Linked DNA regions of Gossypium hirsutum: region 1 is linked to region 2. The links are chromatin contacts, called in public Hi-C maps. All regions are on one chromosome and are shown on one strand. The core of a region is the stretch at or near the end of the contact, and the rest is flanking DNA. Distances in the headings are between cores, read along the strand shown.

Region 1 (5,097 bases), core at 1,922-4,421, 270 kb after region 2:
GACTTTTCTTTCTTTTTTTGCTGATTGGATTATATGATAATTTTTTTTAAGAATCTATAATTTTTTTAATAATATATGACACTAAGAATTTGATGTATGATTTTTTTATCTTAAAAAACATTTTTCTAACAAAACAATATGCTGTAATTTTATGTATTAGCTAGTATTTGATTGTATGTATTATTTAAATTATATTCAATTATTTTTTAAATTTTTAATAAATTTTGTAATTTTTTATTAAAATTTTTTTTACAAAATTAAAATATAACGATATATAGTTTTAATTTTAAAAACATGATAATTGATATTAGACTTATTTAAATAAACATTGTTTTTAAGAAATAGTTTTTGGTATATTTCCAAGGGAGTTTTTAGACTCCGCATATAATGTTTGGGTGATTGACAAGTGTCCTATGAGATATGGTAAAGAAATGAGACACATGGCTTTTTTTATGTCTGCTTGTGGAATTAAAAAAAAGTACACTATTAACCTTATTTTTAAAATATAAATATTATAATAATAAATGGTGTGAAATTCTATTTTTATATTTATTTTCTATTTTTATTTTAATTATTAATTAGTGGATCCAAGTTGTTAATTTGGTTTAAATATTGTGACCACTAAATAATTTATTGTAATATTACTTATAGTTTAAATATTTATTTCAATTTTAATAGTGTGTTTAATTTGTAAAAATAGAGATAAACTTAAAAAATTTTACAATGACTTATTATGTAAAAATGTAAGTTGAATTGTTGAATATAAGCTAATTATAAAGGGAAATATAACTTGTAGAACACCATTAAAAATAAATATATAAAAAGGTGAAAGGGTTTATGTTGAAATTTTCCCTCTACAAATTCTATTTTCTTTCATTGATACATGTCAATTTTTTTACACAATGCCTAAAACTATTAATAATCCCTCCCTAACCCTTAAATATGAGAAAGAGAGAATAATCATAGTATAATTTTGGCTAAAGGGTTCATAAGCCCTTAAATTTCTTTTTTGTTTTTAAAAAATTAGAGTTAATTGTGATTTTTAAATGTTTCCTTCATCAAATTTTGTAAAACTTTATGTTAAACCTTTGAGAAGTTGTTTTCAAGTGATTTTCAAACTTGGCTAAACAGTTCGAAATTTTTGTAAGTATGAAAAGAACTTAAAAGCACTTTGTAAGTCAATAAGCCATTGACTTTAGGGGATTGGACCCCTTAGCCTAAGTGTCGATACACATGACTATGTATCAGATCCCTCCTTCTTGGGTTTAATATCTAGCAAACCAAGTAATTTTTGGGGTATTTAGGGGTATTGAACCCCAAATGAGGAAGTATTAGACCTCAACATTAAGGTACTAGATCATGGCCTAAGGGTCTGGTACCTAAAGCTCCAACGATCTTATTGTTTAAAGCAAAGTATCAATACCTAATGTCATGGTATCGGGATATAAGCCTTTACAACTGCATTTAATACTCGAGTAGATGTCTTCAACAGCTCAATTTTCCCTCTAACTACTCCAAACAACTAGATTTCATTTAGAAGATATAAATATAGTTCAAGAACATCAAGAAGTAGAGAAGAAACAAGTTTACAAAGCTTATTGTGCAAAAATTCAATCTTTTATTTGTAATTCTCATATTACCCTTGTACACACTTGAGGTTTCATTCTCTTTCATTATTTTAAATGTTTTAATTTATTCGAGTAAGCTTGAATAATTTTATATCAACCTTTAAGAGGTACTCCTTGTTTCAATTTCACTTCTCAAATTAGTGAGAGGTTACTTGAAGTTCTGGGTAGAAAACTTTAAAAGGGGAATGGCTTTATCGTATTACTTAAAAGATGGTGTTATAAAGGTTAAGCATTATCCTTAAAAGGTTTGAAATTAGTGGACTTGGAAAATCTTTAATTGTAAAAAGTTAAGCTAGTGGATGTAGACAATTGAGATCAAACTACTTTAAATCATTGTGTCAATTTTTATTTGCCATCTTTCCTCAAAATTTTAATCACCAATTCGACTCTCCTCTTAATGCATTTGAGCTTTACAATTGGTTCAGCTCCTCCAAGAAAAATGTACCTAATTAAGCTCTTAGATGTTAAAAATCCATTAATTAATCTCTTTCACCAACGATTTTTTCCGTTGACTATAAAGGAAAAAAAATGTATGGGCCAAATAGATAAAAATTAAAAATTTTAGAGCTAAATTTTTTGTTATGCCTAATTTTAAAATAGAGTTAACATATACTATTCTTAAAATATTACCATTTGTAAAGATATGATTATCTGAATTTTTTATGTAAAAGGAAATTCTAAAAAAGTTAGTGGTAAGAAAGGGAAATAGAGAAAAATGTAGGGGCTTTAGGTTAAATTTGACATTTTAGATGTATTTAAACGGTAGCGTTTAACTGGCATCAGTTACGGGGCCAAAACTAGATTCCCGGCCAATGGAGTAGCGGAAATCCGGCAACGTGGCTTAAATGGTCATTTTACTCAACCAATTAGGGGAGAGATCGTTAACGCTCCTTTATAAAGGAAATGATTTCACGCGCCATTTAAAGAAATAACAAAGTTATTAGTTTAAAGTCATATATAATAATAATAATAATAATAAATATAGATTATAAATTTCATTCAAGCAACGTATTCCTATAAATTTCTTTTGCTCTAAACAAAGAAAAAAAAGTCATTTACAAAATATTATACTCAATATTTATTTTCCAATAAATTATGCACGATTAATAAATCAAATAAACAAATCATTAAAAATGAATGTAAATTTTGTATAAAAATAGAACATGTATGTAATTTATTTTTATTTTTATTTAAAATTTGAGTTATTGACTTATACATTATTGTGCATCAAATATAAATGATAAAAGTATTATAAAGATCCTTGTACCAGTGTCACAGGGTCTATGACACTAGGAATTATATTACATTTTGTCTTCACTATTTCAAAAATAAAACAAATTAGTCTTTATACATTAGATCAAAGAGCAAATTGGTCATTTTTTATCCTTATATATCAAAATGAGATATAATTATACCACGTGTAATTATCTAATTATTCCATCAATCACAGAAGTTTTTAACAAATAAGGTATAAAGATAAATTTACCCTTTTTTTTAGTAAAAGTTAAAATGCAAACAAAATTTCTTTGTTGAAATGCACGCTCCATTAGTGAGAGTGGGGGTTTTATAGCTATCTGGAAAGATCAGCATGCCAGTGTTTATGTTGGTTAGTTGTCTCTATCTCTCTTTCCCCTTCTTTCCCATGCTTAAGCTCTTAATCATCTGATTCATCATCATCAACAACTAAAAAACAGGTATGTAAATGTATCATAATTTTTATAAAGCTTCAATCTTTTCTCAATTTTCCTTCTTTTCTAGCAAATTCAGTGATACCCAGTTTTTTTTTTCACCTTATTTGATCAGTTTTTCCTTTACTTTCTTGAATGCATTAAGGGTTTTAATGAATTCAGTTTTCCTTTTTTTTACTTTCTGGGTTTTCAATAAGTTTCACTTATTTCAAGAATCTCAATGAATACATGCTTGCCAAATAATTAGTGTCAAGCTGACCTTTAATTGATATTTGGTGGACAAAGTTGGTTCTATCACTCATTAATTGCCCCCATTGTTGATACCCCATGATATTTTTTTCTTTCATCAAGCGTAAAGGAAGCTTGAAAATGGATTTTTTTCTTATATAGTTAGGTATTTATCAGTATTCTTTATTGTAGGTTGAACCCTTTTTTGAACTTTAGCCAAAAGTTCGATAATCTTGCTTAAAGTTTACATTGTTTACAATGAAAGCCAATTTAAAGTTTTCACTTTGGAGGATTATATGGGCTATGGCTGTCCCTAAAACTCATCCCCTTTTTACTTTTGACTTGAACTAAGATTAATTGGGGTGTATTCAAGCAGATCTTGGAGTAGATTAAGGCACCTTACTTGGGATTACTGAGTTTGGTAAAATAGCTTTGGCATCTTTAATTATGTTAATGTTGAAATAAGGCTAATCAATGCTAGAAAATCAGCAACCATATTAGTATTTTTCATTTGACTTTAGAAGAACCCATGAATTTTTGGCTTTCATTTTATACCTATGAAACGATCTATCGATGAGAGAGCTTGGCTGTTATGACCACTGAGAACTGTTTACCTCAAAATCATCCATAAGTATCCTTGTACCTTGGGATTGCTGTGGTTTCGGAATTATAAAGTATTGAATGAACAATGATGATATCTGCATTATCAAGCTACTTCTATGTGTGCTTCTAAAATTTTATTTAAATACCTTTAAATAGGTTCTTTTTTGGCTGATTTTATCTCAGTTTAAGACAATGTACCCTGGAGGTTACACGGCTGAAATTACGAGCTTATCTCCAAAAGCTACCGAGAAGGATCTTTGTGACTTTTTCGCATACTGTGGTGCAATTGTGCATATTGAAATTATCAGGTATCTGTTGCTTCTCTGTTTCTGGTTTTGGACTAAACCCCAAAAATCACTCTCTATGATGTTGTATGTTCATGATTTTTTTCATATTTGTTGTGCATTTGCAAATTTGTTGTTGAGGGGGGAAAAGAGTCAAAAGCTACAAAATCTTTTGCTTGAAATGATTTCTTGTTGGATAATTGGTAATCTCAATCTCGGTTTTTGTGGAAAATCAATGTTTTTGAGTAGAATTTCTCTCATCCGTACAAATGTACTTAGCAGCAAGTTCCTTTATGGTGACAAGTTTCTTGAATCAAGGAAGATTTTACGTTCAAGTTGTTTAATTTTACTTATTGTTTGTCAACTCCTTTAGGAAAAATGTCAAAAGCGAGGGCTCTTTTTGTCTGAAATGCTTTCTTGTTTGGTACTTGATATTTCTGATGCTATTAATGAATATGATTCTTAATTCTGTACGAATTTACTGCAAGTTCCATTTTTCCATGCTTGTGACATATTTCTTGAGCTAATGAGTGCTTACAAATTTACTTTTTCTTTGAGGGCTAAAAGAAAAAGACAAAAGCTAAGAAGTCTTTTGTCTGAACTGATTTCTTGTTGGATCATTGATAATCTTAATCTTGTTTGTTTATGGAAAATCAATGTTTTTTT
Region 2 (5,127 bases), core at 2,155-4,654:
GAAAAAAAAGAAAGCAACTATGAATAACAATGTCGTGCCTTGATGAAGATTTATTCTACTTATCACTTTCCATCGGTTCCTGTATTATTACATCAACTTCAAATCATTTAATTATCTGTGATTTTCATCGCACATAAACATTCCATGATTCTTAAGCTCGATCAATGATATTTCATGAAGAGGCATTGCAATTGGAGACTTGATGTGTAGGAATTCTTGAGACACTAATTTCATTGTTGGTCGAGCTTTGGGTCTAGGTCGTAAGCATGCAAAAGCAATGAAAGCAATAAAAGCGATGTCTCCTGCCATTTTTTGACTTCTCGGGGTTGATAATCGAGGGTCCAAAATTTCATTTAGCGTGAAATTTTGGACATGAGACGACGATGATGATAGTGTTGACAATAATTCACTAGGATACTTTCCCATCAATATTTCCAATGCCAACACTCCAAAACTATAAACATCACATTTTTGGGTCACGACCAACGAATAAGCAAGTTCTGTAATTAAAACAAAAAAGAAAAGAAAAGTTAAATAGATGTTAATTATATTCTGTATTCAGCTTAGTTGCAAGTATGTTTGCATTTGAATCCTCCAACCTCGATTTAATTTTTGTAATTTATATTTGATATTTCTTAATTTTGTTTTTCCTACTTGTTTTGTTTCCTTCATTATTCTAATATGCAATTCGAAACAAATAAGCAGCAGAAACTAAGAATGGATAGAACTAAATAAAAAAGATAAGAGAGTGAAGGTGCAGAACCTGGGGCAATATATCCATACGTCCCAACAATTACAGTTCGATTAGATGAATCAGGATCAAGAAGTCTTGCAGTCCCAAAGTCAGCAATAAAAGCTTCCAATTCAGAGTTCAACAAAATGTTATTGCTTGAGATGTCTCGATGAACAATTGGAAGGTTGCAATCATGATGCATGTAAGATAGAGCATGTGCGACACCTTTGACAATGTTCACTCTTTTGGTCCAATCCAATTCCACAGCTTCATCATCAATGCTCAAGGCATAAAACAAGCTTCCATTTTCCATATATTCATAAATCAAAAACATGCAGCGATTGTGGAGACAAAATCCGTGGAGCTTGATGATGTTCTTGTGTCGTATTTCTGCTAAAAACTTGATCTCATTTCGAAAACTTGTATCGTAAGCCGGTTGCTCAGCCTCCAATTGGTGGAGCTTTTTTAAAGCAATAACTTTGCCACTTGGTAAAACTGCTCTGTAAACACTGCCATAACCACCAGTTCCAATGCAATATTTGATATCAAAATCCTCTGTGGCTTTGATGATGTCTTCAAAAGCAATCTTTCCATCAAAGTTCCAAATAGTGAATAAATCTCCATTTTTGGTTGGACTTGAATCAGATTTCAAAGTTTTAGCTCTATATCGTCGGAATAGGATGAATGTCACCAACACAAAAGTCGAGACAAAAAATAACAAAGATGGAACCAGAATAACAATAGGCAGATTGTGCTTCACATTTGGAGATGAAGGGCAAGGACGGAAGCCTTGAATGGAACCACATAAATCCTTGTTGCCTGTAAATGTCTCGGGTGCAAAATACAATAATCCATTTGGAATTTGACCCCTCAGTGAATTAAATGACAAATCGAGGTTCTCCACATAAAATGGAAATTCAGGAATCGTGCCTGTTAGATTATTCCAACTGAGATCTAAGCTTCTTAAAGAAGCTAAACTCCCAAAATGGGAAGGTATCACTCCTTGGAGAAGGTTATGGCTAAGTTCAATGTTTTGGGAATTGAGTTGAGAAGGTATATCTCCACTCAAGTTATTGTTTGCCAAAATTAAGCGTGTTAAATTTGACAAATTACCAATCTGAGTTGGAATGGATCCACTCAATTTATTGTCTGAGAGATCTAACCATTCTAAAGCCTTCAAACTCTCAATTTCATGGGGTATAGGACCTTCCAAAAGATTCGAAGCCATGGATAGACACCATAAATTGGATAAACTACCCAAATTTGGAGGGATGACACCACTAATTTGATTATGGGAGAGGTAAAGATATTCCAATTTTGTTAACTGACCTAGAGAGGAAGGGATGTGACCTGAAAGCCTATTGGAGGATAGATCCAATTCAACCAAATTCGTTAACTGGCCCAGAGAGGAAGGGATGTGACCTGAAAGCCTATTGGAGGATAGATCCAATTCAACCAAATTCGTTAACTGGCCCAGAGAGGAAGGGATGTGACCTGAAAGCCTATTGGAGGATAGATCCAATTCAACCAAATTCGTTAACTGGCCCAGAGAGGAAGGGATGTGACCTGAAAGCCTATTGGAAGATAGATCCAATTCAACCAAATTCGTTAAATGGCCCAGAGAGGAAGGGATGTGACCTAAAAGCCCATTGGAGGATAGTTTCAATTCAACCAAATTCGTTAGTCCCCCAATGTCTTCTGGAATGGATCCATTAAGTTGATTGCTTTGAAGGAACAAAGAGGAAAGATTGGTTAAGTTGCTGACAGAAGATGGGATTGGACCAACAAGACAATTGGAGGATAGATTCAATGCAACCAAATTCGTTAGTCTCCCAATATCTTTTGGAATGGATCCATCAAGTTGGTTGCTTTGAAGGAACAACGAGTCAAGATTGGTTAAGTTGCTGACAGAAGATGGGATTGGACCAATAAACCAATTGTTTGAGAGATCAAGATCAACCATTCTCTCTAGCTCTCCAATATTTGGTGGAATGGTACCACTAAGGCGGCAGTTTCTGAGGTGGAGAGTCCTTAGCTTTTTAAGGTTGACTATTTCGGAAGACGTAAAAAAAATGGGGTTACCAGACAATTTTAGAGAAACAAGATTCTCCATGTTCTGAATATCCAAGGTAGTGAAATGAAGATAGTTATAGGAAAGATCAAGCACTGCCAATTGATTGAGGTTTCCAAATGAAGAAGGTAACTCACCTCTAAGGCTATTCGAAGACAGGTTAAGGAGCTTGAGTTTCGAAAGTGCTCCTATTTGAGGTGTTATGCTCCCATTCAGACCATGGCCACTAAGATCAATATCGACGACACTTCCAGCATTGCATCGAATACCAGGCCACATACAATGGTTTCCAACTCTTTTATAATTACTCCACCACCCCGTTTCCCTCAACGCTTTTGCTTCTGCTGCCAGCCATTGAGAATCATAGTTTGTTGCTCTTGTAATTGCACTAGTGATTACAATTACAGAGAGTAAAAGGAAGGTAGGGATACAAGCGTAAGAGTAGGATTTCATAGCTATGAAGTTGAGGACTCCAATTCTCAAACTTGAGCTTATTTAAGTACACATAAAACAGATTTAATTTGATTGGATATATATTAATTTCAAAGTCTTTAGGCATTGTCTAACACAAATTGATTAATATTATGCTATGTACTTGTCTTCGTCTCTTAGAAGTAAACTGGAAGTTATAGCAAATGATGTGTTTTTCTTTGTTGAAGCTTCTAAGAAGGTGATAAGTGAATAAAATGTGAAGCTTTTTTATTTACTAATACCACTCCATAAAGCGATGTCAGATTGGAACAACCAATTTGTTTGTTGAAATATTTAAACTCACAAGATTTTTCAAATTTCCAGCAACTGCTGGCATAGGACCTGTAATTAAATCATAAAGGAGTATATCATATCTCTTAATTATTTTGGTCAGTCAATTGTTAAACTTTTTTTACATTTTAATTATTTAAAATTTTGGAATTAAATATTTTAGTCACTTTCTATTAGTTGTCTAACCTAAGTCTAATGTGAACATTGTTATATTGATTTAATAATAAATTTAGCCCTCTAATATTTACAAAAATTTTCATTTTAAGGCTAATTATAAAAAATTAATTTTCATTTAAAATTGTAATAGAACGTGGGAAATGCTATGTGCTAGACTGAAAGAATTGATAACACTCTATATAATCTAATATATGTCATGCACTGCAAAATTTAATTGACAATCCTATCAAAAAATACACAAAATCCCAAACGTTGGTTTTTGCTTGGATCATAGGCTAAAACCAAAAGATGGGAGGAAGACCTTGACTTCCAAACTAATCAACTTGTTTATATTGTTTTTTTTTAATCACATTAATGTTAAGAGTTGTAATTGATTTGTTGAAACCAAATTAGTAATATATTTTAGTCGAGTTTTATATTTTTGAAAAACATTCAAAACTGATATTACAAAGACTTATGAAATCGACTCTTATATTATTTTTAGAAAAAATATTACTAAATATACTGTAAAATTTTATTTTTCAGACTTAATTCAAAATTCTCAGTTCATTTAAATTATTTTCAAAATGAAAATTGTAAAAGTAAATTATATTCTTAATTTTTTATTTTCTTATAATAAAAAAGTCATGTCAAGAAAAAAGAGGTAAAAAATAGAGAACCAATAATTTTGATTAATATTTTTTTCTTTGTTATTTTAAAGGATGAGTATTGAATATTTCTATATAGATAATACAAAGGGAAATTTTGAAGAGTTTAAAAACAACCTTTCCTCCATTTTCTCTCACTCTATTTATTTTTTATTTTTATTCACTTCTATATGATTTTTTAATTTTTTGAATTTTCTAAGTTTTTTAAAACAATTTCAATTTTTAATCATTTTAAATATAATCAGGATCAAATTGATAGAAAACATAAAATCTGACGATTAAATTATTATTAACCAAATTTTGACAAAAAAAATCCTAAACCCAAACATATTTTATAATTACTTAATTTTAAAATGCTTAGTTATATAACACTTTTTTGGTATATGTGAAACTCATTTTTTTACTAACTAAATAAATGAGAGTAATCAAATAAATTGATTTTTATGTAGATTGAAGCACAAATTACAAGACTTAAATTCCATCAAGGGCTCCATCTTAGAAGTGCGAGCATAATTTCCATGCTTATGCCAACATTAACTTACTCAGTCAAGAGTGTAATATGTTGACAATAATGGTTAATTGTTTCTATCAAGTTTCGAGGAATGCTGCTTGTGAAGACAATAATGGTTTCCGCGTGGGTCATAGGCTTCCCATGGCAACCCATAACGACTGGGCTAAAACCAAAATATACAAGGAAGACCTTCACTTCTTAAGCAATACACTTGCTTAAATTCACT

Evidence for each region. A called contact is a pair of places that touch in the nucleus more often than the background predicts.
Region 1: a Hi-C map of leaf shows a contact between it and region 2, with 1.6 times the contacts expected there. The contact joins the promoter of LOC121221115 here to the promoter of LOC107890414 in region 2. A contact is called at or near these places in 2 of 34 Hi-C or Micro-C datasets (both in leaf).

Annotation. Positions count from the first base shown.
Region 1 is chrD09:6,174,797-6,179,893 of Gossypium_hirsutum_v2.1, forward strand. LOC121221115 (binding partner of ACD11 1) reads left to right here and starts at 3,172. Exons shown (of 5, transcript XM_041101616.1): 1 at 3,172-3,322; 2 at 4,331-4,455. The coding sequence starts at 4,340.
Region 2 is chrD09:5,908,949-5,914,075 of Gossypium_hirsutum_v2.1, forward strand. It overlaps LOC107890414 (MDIS1-interacting receptor like kinase 2), which reads right to left and starts at 3,405. Exons shown (of 2, transcript XM_016814830.2): 1 at 764-3,405; 2 at 1-500. The coding sequence starts at 3,257. The coding sequence ends at 112.